Linked DNA regions of Mus musculus: region 2 is linked to region 1. A link is a contact called in public promoter capture Hi-C data. All regions are on one chromosome and are shown on one strand. Each heading gives the region's core, a stretch centred on a gene start, on an enhancer-like site or on the middle of the called end of the contact. The rest is flanking DNA. Distances are from core to core; before and after follow the strand shown.

Region 1 (4,361 bases), core at 1,032-3,531:
CACATATACATACATATACAAGCATACACAAATACACATACAAACACGCACAAATACACATGTACATACAGAAACATGCACAAAAACACATATACATAAACATACACAAATATACATGCTTACAAACACACAAATACATATAAACATACACAAATGTATACACATACACATACACACACACAAACACACACACATAGATATACCACACAACAAATATATATGTTCACAAACGAAGTCAGAATCATTCAAATATAAACTATTTTATAACTTAAATGATGTATGTTTATCAGCACTCTAGTTAAAAAGATCTACACAGTTTTATAGAAACATTAAGTGCTAAACTACAGCGCTTTCTAAGTGGAAAAGTCCGTGAAAGTTTATCTCAGGCTCAGCCAGGAAGGTGAGTATGTCATGCTCTGTCTACACAGCAAGAAGGAAGATGGCCACCCTACGAAAGCTGATTTCTAGCCGAAGCTCAAGGCTCTGGAGCCAAGTTTTCAGTCCACACTGCTTCCTTCTGCCTCTGCTAAGGAAAGCAAGGCTCCACCTGAGGCTTCTGAGTGCTTCCGGTTAGCTGAAGTAAGGATGAGTTCTAGGACAGATGAGGCCACACAAAGCCTTTTGCCAGTCCTGTCTAGAAACAGACCAATCAATCAATCAATAAGGATGAATTTCCCTGACCAGTTTGCTTCTAAGGATTTTTATCTTTAGGTTATCAACACTGTTTATAAGAAAGTAGGTTAGAGAAACAGAGGTAGACAGTCAGAAGAAACAGAGACACAGACAGAGACAGACAGAGGCAGAGGGGGGGGGCAGAGAAAGACAGAGAGAGAAGGACAGAGACACAGACAGAGACAAACAGAGACAGGTTATTAAATAAAAAAGACACCCATTTCTTAAAGTGTACACCATCAGCGCAGCCCATGTTTTGCAGTGACTGTGTCCATGAGTCCTTCCTCCTCTGTCCTTCCTATGGGCAATTGCCATTTGGGTAAGGACCCAGGATGCTAAGGAATCAGAAAATCGGTCACAGCTTTGCAAGGCTTAGTGTGCTGTTTCTCTGGAGCAGCTGCTGATAGTCCCTGGGCTCATGCCTGGATCTTCTACCTTTGCTTGAAAATGACAAGGCCAGCGTCCTCATGGGCACCCCTTTCTGGACTTTCTTTCCTGTTTCTCCCGGGCAGCCTCACCTTCATCCTCCTGACATGAAACCACAGAACAAAATCATTGGCTTCCTAACATTATTGGTCCACAGTCTGCGTGCTTCCTTCTTTCCCACTCTCTCCAGATGCTCCGTCCTCAAGGCAGAAGATCAACATTAAAAACAGATGCCTTTCCCTCCCATCTTCCTCGTCCTTTAATCCTTCCAACCTGCCCTTGAAACATTTTTTTAAGAGATTTGGAAATCCAACATTGAGACATCCAAATTACAGTTTACCAGATACATTGTTCCAGGATGCAAAGCCAAGTTTGCATTTTGAATTTGAAATCAGATTTTAAAAAGAGCTGTCACACCGTGGCTTCTCATGGCTCCAACCCTGGAGACAGTGCTCCTTTCTCTGCACAGACCCCTCTGTGGCTCCTCTAACTTGATGCTCCCTCCAGGTATGGAAGATAGACTCAGTTTCGTGTGTAGCCTTCCCTATAATGGAGATAAAATGTCCACTCCTTAAATCTTACCCCTGTGGCTTGTGAGACCTGCATTTATCAGGACAGTTTGGACAGACAGAACCACGTTCACAGATTCTGCTAAATATCTTGTTTTACATTTTTGCTTCATGTTCAAATGGCGAGTAGCTATCATCCCTGGGGGGATGGAGGGACAGAGATTTGAGTAGAAATTGGTGCTGAGCCAGGTGCATGTCAGAATGCCTTGCCTTTGTGTGAGAAGAATGATTTTAAATTTCTTCTGCTCATACACCTACTGGGTCCTCCCTCCGATGTCAGACTGGACCCGGGTGCCGAGGTTGTAGGTTATCTAAATTGAGGCTGAGTAGATGTAATAATAGGAGATGTAGAAAGTTTGGCCTCGCCAAGATGTTTCTGAAGAGGCAGCCCCCATGCCTCCCTTCCTTACAGTGAGCTCCTGGCTCCTGGTCTCCTCCAGTATTGACTTCCCTCCCTGCCTTTGCCCAAGGTAGAGTTAGCTGGGCCACCTGTTTTCCCACTAATTTCTCTTCACCTCATTTACATGTTACAAGTTCTCTGTCACCAAGGCAACCAGGAGCAGAGGCAGAGTTGTCAGGGGCACAATGATTTCTCCATCTGGCCAAGCAGCAGCGGTTCTTGCTTGTATTCACTCTGGCAGGGAGACAAATAACAGAATTCGTCCCATCCCCCTCCCTCCACACTCTGGGTCTCAGGAACGACATTTACTCTCAGATTTGCCAGCAATTTATTTCCGCTTCTGATGCCTGATTTGTTTTCTTCGCTTGCTAGCTTACCCTTCCAGTCAATCTGTTACACTTCAAAATTGTCATTTTAGAAAAAGCTTATAAACACATGGTTCGTACAAACACACCTGTTCATGGACCCCTGCCAGTGAATGTATGTGTGTGTGTGTGTGTGTGTGTGTGTGTGTGTGTGTGTGTGTGTGTGTGCTCTGTGAGGGAACACAAGTGCTAAAAAAACCCGCTGATGGTTGTTAATTTTTCTGGGCATTTCTCATGGACAGACAGACAGACATGCTAATTGCACGGTTTTAGTAATGGAATATAAGCTGCAGAAAGTTCCAGATGGGCAGGGATGTTGGCTTTTAATCTTGGTTCTGCCAGCCCCACAGTTACCTGGCAACAGCCAGGTGTGCCTGACTCACTATAAAAGGGGCTGCTCATCCCTCCTCTCTTTCTTACTCTCTTGGTCTTGCTCTGTCCTCTTCCCTTTCTCCCCTCCACCCCCCTTTCTTTCCGTGTGCTCATGACCGGCCTCTCCTCTTCCTCCTCCTCCCCTTCTTCGTCTTCCTCCCCCCCCCCCTCTCTCTCTCTCCCTACCTACCTATCTCTGCCTGTAGCCCCTCAACTCCTCCGTCCCGTGCTCTGAATAAACTCTATTCTATACTATACAGTCTGTGGCTGGTCCCTTAGGGGAAGGGATGCCTCAGCATGGGCCCTCAGAGGCATGCCCTTCCCCCACACCCAACTACACATCCACCAAACATATTCTCCTCTTTATTTTTATAAAACACGACAAGGGCTACTTTAATAGCTTTTGATCTCTTGATAATTTCATCAGTTCAATCATCCTTAAGCTTTGTGTATGTAACAGTACAAAAGACCAACTAGGAGCCTACTCCAATACAAATCACATTATGGGCTCTTTATTTAAGTTCAACAAAACTGGAAGGACAGGAAGGTGGAGCTGCCCCAGCCCAGTTTCCCTGCCAGTATCTATAGAGGCAAGCAAACCAGCAAGGGAGTTTCTAGCCTGGCACACATTTGATTCCGGGAAGGGGTGGTGGGGGGAATGAGGGTAGGGAGTGTTACAGAATGTTATTGTCCTTTAACATAATTGGCTGGTGCTGGGAGCAAACCATAAACTTAACTTCTGCTTTTCTCCTGATTGATGGTTGTTAGGAAGTGAAGTACCAGGGGCAGGCTTGGAACCTGGGGGTGCAGATTTGTTGGGGAGTAACCTGGATGGAACCTAGTGCTAGGAGCCAGCTTGTTAGTTAACTCGAGTTCAGCCTTAGGTCAGGTTCTCTAAGATGGAGCCTAAGCCCCAAAGGTCTGGTCTCTCGTTCACACTCTTGAATTTTAGACCCAGGATACAGCTGTCCATATCTTTTGACATCTATACGCGATAGATACTCTTCCAGTCAACTAGTGCAGGTTTGTCCACTGAAATCAATCTTCTATCTTGCTCACAGTCTTATCCTATCTAGACATTCCCATTTCTGTTACCATGACAAACTTCTTCCACGTTTCCATGTAAAATTCCTTAGTTCACTTTAAAATGTCCTTTCACATCTTTGTGCCCTGAATTGACGTCAACCCTGCGGGCTATACTTTCAAAATATATTCAGAATTCAGACAAGCCAACTAAGCTTCCTTAACCTGGGGTGATCACAGCCATGCTTCCCTGGAATTGTTTCATTCATTTGTTCATACGTTCATTCATTCATTCTTCATTCTCTGTCTCATAAAGTGTAAAGGTAAAGACTAAGCCAGCTCAAATACGCTGTGGAAGATTTCTGTCTCTGTCAAAGCCAAAGCCTTTGTGTGGTTTGTGGAAGTCTAACGGGACTCAGACTCGAATGGAGTCTTTGCTACCCTTTGTCTTTATCTTAGTTGCTTCTTAATTGTTGTGACAAAAATACCTGACAGAAACAATATGAAGAGAAAATATTTTTATTTTGGGATCCT
Region 2 (4,361 bases), core at 1,189-3,688, 360 kb after region 1:
TAGGTGCTCTTGAGGGAGCAGGGAGTTTAGGCTGAGCAGAGACTGATGGGGGGTGGCTTTCAGATCCATCATGGCTTTCAAACTGAAGCCACGTCTTTCTAAAGAAACCCCAGTGAGTGATGAGCACTACATCGCACAAATGAGAGTGACCGGGCATTTCCCTGGATTCCACTCGGCTCCTTAAGCCACGCCCCTTTGGCCCCAGGTGAAATAGCATGCATGAGTGTGCAGTGGCGCCGGCCTTTAACCCCAGAGCTTGGGAGGCAGAGGCAGGCGGAATTCTGAATTCGAGGCCAGCCTGGTCTACAGAGTGAGTTCCAGTTACTTTCCAGTCACCTGACAAAACCTCCCTCAAGGGAGGAAGGGTTTATTCTGGCTGACAGTCTGCGGGAGCAGACTATCACTGCAGGTCTTAAAGGCGGCATCTCAAATCACTTGGTTTGTTCAACCGGTATGAAGACAGAAGTGAGTATGGATAAAAATGCTGGGCACTGTAGCCCACATCTATAACCCCAAAACTGTGGAGGCAGAGATGGGATCACCCCTGGGGCTTGTGGATCAACTAGGGTTCACCCAGGACCAGCAGGCAAAAGCAGGAGTTACTGCCTTGACAGGTGTGATTAACCTCGATCTAGAAACTCCCTCACAGACATGCCCAGAGGTTTGTTACCATGGAGATTCTAATCGCCATCAAGGTAACAAGATCAACCATCCTTTCTTTTTCCTTCGTCTTCCAACACATGCTCTTTAGGAACACCCACGATTTCCTACTTAGATGTATCTGCTTCCACCACGGTTCAACTGACACAAAAGGTCTCAGATCTAAGCCCCAGTTTGGGGGCCAGTGAGATGGGCCAGCTATAAGGGCAACTAGTGCCAAGCGTCTAACCTGAGTTTGAGCCTGGATCCCCACATGCTATACAGAGAGAGAATGCTGCAAGTTGTTACAAGTTGTCCTATGACCTACACACACACACACACACACACACACAGCCCGTACCTCTTTGTTTTTCCCACTATTCTGGCATCCAGCAAGCCCCCAGCTTTCCTCCTATCTCTGTCCCCCAGTGCTGGGCTTATAAGCACACACAGCTATTCTCAGTCGCTTCATGTGTGTGCTGAGTCCTTCTGCAAGCGTAAATTCTCTTACCCACTGAGCTATCTATGCAGCTCCAGGTTCTATATTTCTAATGCTGGTCTGAGAACCACAGCAGGGAACCCAGGCCAGCTGGGCTTCACACACAGGAAGCCCTGGGAGGTAGATGAGGATATCAGCAGCTCCCCTCAAACCTGTCTGGCTCGCTGTGGACCCCAGGCAAGCCATGCTAGACTGTGAGCAGGCTCAGCTCCTGATAACCCACTCTAGGCTGTCTCCATGTCTAAGTCGGTGCTTGTTAGAAGAGCTGGGGCTATAAGCTTGACCTTCAGCGTTGGCCCTGTCACCCACCATATCCCTGTGCCATTAGCGGGAGGGGGAGGGAGGCAGTCACTCCCTGTGGAAGCAGGGACAAGTCACAGTGGTCATGAAGGAAGTGTGGCTTCACGGTGGGACGCCCTCTGAGTCACCTAATGGGACTCAGTCAGAGACCCAGATGACAGTGCTGGATTCAGGTTATAGCTGTTGCTCACCTTCAGCCGCTGTATCACTCGGGGTCAGTGTCAGAGATAAAACCCACTTTAATTAAATAGGAAGAGACTGAAGGAATGCAGGAGACTGGCTCCAGACAAAATAGGAAGGCCAGAAAAGCGCACATGCTCGTGTGTGTGTGTGTGTGTGTGTGTGTGTGTGTGTGTGTGTGAGTGTGTGTGAGAGAGAGAGTGTGTGTGTGTGCGTGTGCATGCGCGCGCTCAGGAAGCAGAGAGAAGCGCTAGGAACTGGCCTCTGCGGTGCAGACAGCCAGCCCTGCTATAACCAAGATGGTGGAGTCAGAAAACTGTTCCTGGGACTGACAGCGGTCAGGGAGCGAGGCTGCCTTCAAAGCTGTCTCCTTCGAAGCCACACTGCTGCTACGAAAAACCCTTGCCTGCCCACACGCGGTGCCTCGTCACCCTTGAAGCCAGCAACTAAGTAGCTAGGGAAAGCATACTTCCTCCACACGTAGACCGCTGTGCCTTCCAAATGTTCCGTGGCCTGTCTGAGGAGCCACACTGCAATCACATCTGGGACCTCTGTTTCCCGACCCTTGTAAGTACTGGAGACATGTCAGGAGGCGCAGGAAGAGCTAAGGCACCAGGAACCTCAGCCAGCTCCCTGTATCTTTGGAGGAATTGGGGGTGGGGGTGGGGAGTAGGCTATTACCTGAACAGGAAAAGGTATCTCCTGGCTTAAAAACAGAGGCAACTGAGCAAGAAGAGAGATGTGTATAGCCCCAGGGACTTGAGCTGGTCATCAGCCTGAGCCCTTGGATTTGTCAAATGCTGCCTTCTGCTGCCCTCTAGTGTTTGCGGAACAAACTGCTTCTCCACCTGATACTAAGAACTCCCCCGATGCCAGGAAAAGCCTCCCAGACTAGTCGACAAAATTACAACTCATCTGATCAGTTGACATTCGGGTCACACTTGCCCCAAATGTTACTGTCTTAGCTCTCCTGCTGTAAGATATTTATCCTCTGTAATTAGAGGGGTTCATGATGTCATGGTTCTGGTGGGCTATGGCTTCCCAGGAAGCCGTACTAGAAAGCATCTGATTTGTTGCACATTTGCTTGTCTTGACAAAGCCCTGAGCCCTGCCCCCACCCCACCCGTCATCTCCACGGTTGGAGATTGGAGGGTAAGATCTGTGTTTTTTTTCAGGACTCAGCCAGTAAGAAACAAGTGGCCGTCAACAAGCAGAGTCTTGAAATGACAGACTTGTTACCAACCAACAAACTGAAGTCATTGTGTTGACAGTTTTCAATCTAGAGACTCGATGTACCAATCAGAATTGTGGAGTCTGATCTGCTGAAGTATCCTGCCTGCCTCCCTGGTTAGGTCCCCAGTGTTGCATCTGGGATTCCACAGGATGGAGGGTCTGTCTGTCTGGCCCAGTGGGTAAGACTGGGAGCTGCTACTCCTGGATTAGCCTTCCATCACCGTCTCTCTCTTTCCCTCATCATCATTTGTGTTAAACTAGAGCCTGCTTTTAGATCTTCCTATAAGGAAGACGGCCGAGAGCAGGTCTCTTTGGACAATTTGGTTCTGTCCACAGTAGGGCAGAGGTCAGCAGCACATTTATCAACTCTCCCTTTGCCTACGGCCCCTTCAGCACACAATTCTCTTTAAGTCTCTACCCAGTCGGCTTCCAAATGGGTCTTCAAAACTGCCCTGAGTGTGGCTTCAGTGCCTTTTGTGAGAACTGTCTCTACCCCAACACCACGCTCTCTGAGAACCTCTAAATATTTGCAAACACTTTGACACAGTTTCAAACCACCGCAAGCTGGAGATGTCAACAGAAACCACTTCTTAAATATTCTGCTTAGCCAGCAAAGCCTTTTAGCTTCCAGGTGCCTGGGCTGTCCCCTTCCTGCCTCTCCGAAGCACCAGGCTGTTAGGAGAAAGGCATTTATTTGCAAACAAGGCCAGACAGAGATCAGAGGTCCCCTGCATGGCTTGGGGACACACACCACACTGTCATCACACACATCTGCTGTTTGCTTTCCTCCTGGGGAAGAGATGGGCTCCCCTTGAGGCAGAGATGATGAAAGGCTGCAGGGGGGTAGGGGTGAAGGCATGGGGGGACGGGACAGGGTGACAGCAAGCTTGAAGCTGCATGTGGGGTCAGGGCCTGTGTACTCAGGTCTCTTGGAGGTTGATCTGCTGATCTACTTCAAGGCTTTGGAATCGGAATCCCGGGATGTCGTCCCGCTGGGTTCTCAGGGGAAATTCTCAAGGGCTTGAGGTGGTGGCCTAGCCACAGAAGTGAGACCATAGAGGGACAAACACTTAGAAAAAGAGGCAGTCTCACGCTGTTGTTATGATGAGAACAACTGCCAGACCCCTGTGATGAGCGGGACAGAGGACAGGAGTGTGCCTCTGAGGGACAAGTCAGGGTGGCATAAACAATCATATCATTTGCAGAGAGAATTTCCTGGAAACAAATCAAGGTAGCTGCTACAATACCACAACATGCATTCAGTTAAAGATTATTTGGACCCACATTGCTAGCTGGTGTGTAGATGGAACCACCTGTGCCTGCGACTACAGCGCCACAGATCACAAGTCACAGATGCGAATGCTAATACTCTGCTTTAACAAATCCATCTGGATCACTTAGGAGCAGAAAATGAGATGTGTGAGTCTATTCATTGAAGTGGGTTCTGTAATGCCAAACTTTAGAAACCACCCTTCAATGACCTACTTATGGTATAGCCACAGTGGAACAG

The links. Promoter capture Hi-C pulls out the DNA fragments that hold promoters and counts their contacts.
Region 2: a promoter capture Hi-C map of hippocampal neurons shows a contact between it and region 1, with 2.7 times the contacts expected there. The contact joins two enhancer-like sites. A contact is called at or near these places in 6 of 39 promoter capture datasets (the 3T3-L1 cell line, cranial neural crest, hippocampal neurons and 2 more), 1 of 484 Hi-C or Micro-C datasets (cortical neurons) and 2 of 115 datasets of contacts at active chromatin or transcription factors (embryonic fibroblasts and embryonic stem cells).

The regions. Positions count from the first base shown.
Region 1 is chr10:70,859,095-70,863,455 of GRCm38.p6, forward strand. No RefSeq gene overlaps it. Among named protein-coding and RNA genes, the nearest start is that of 4930533K18Rik, 7.4 kb to the right of the region's middle. Within about 2 kb of position 2,282, at least 38 of the 459 cell types and tissues checked have an H3K27ac peak or open chromatin away from gene starts, as enhancers often do. A contact at or near this core is called in hippocampal neurons, where this site is marked.
Region 2 is chr10:71,216,008-71,220,368 of GRCm38.p6, forward strand. No RefSeq gene overlaps it. Among named protein-coding and RNA genes, the nearest start is that of 1700113B09Rik, 16 kb to the left of the region's middle. Within about 2 kb of position 2,439, at least 37 of the 459 cell types and tissues checked have an H3K27ac peak or open chromatin away from gene starts, as enhancers often do. A contact at or near this core is called in hippocampal neurons, where this site is marked.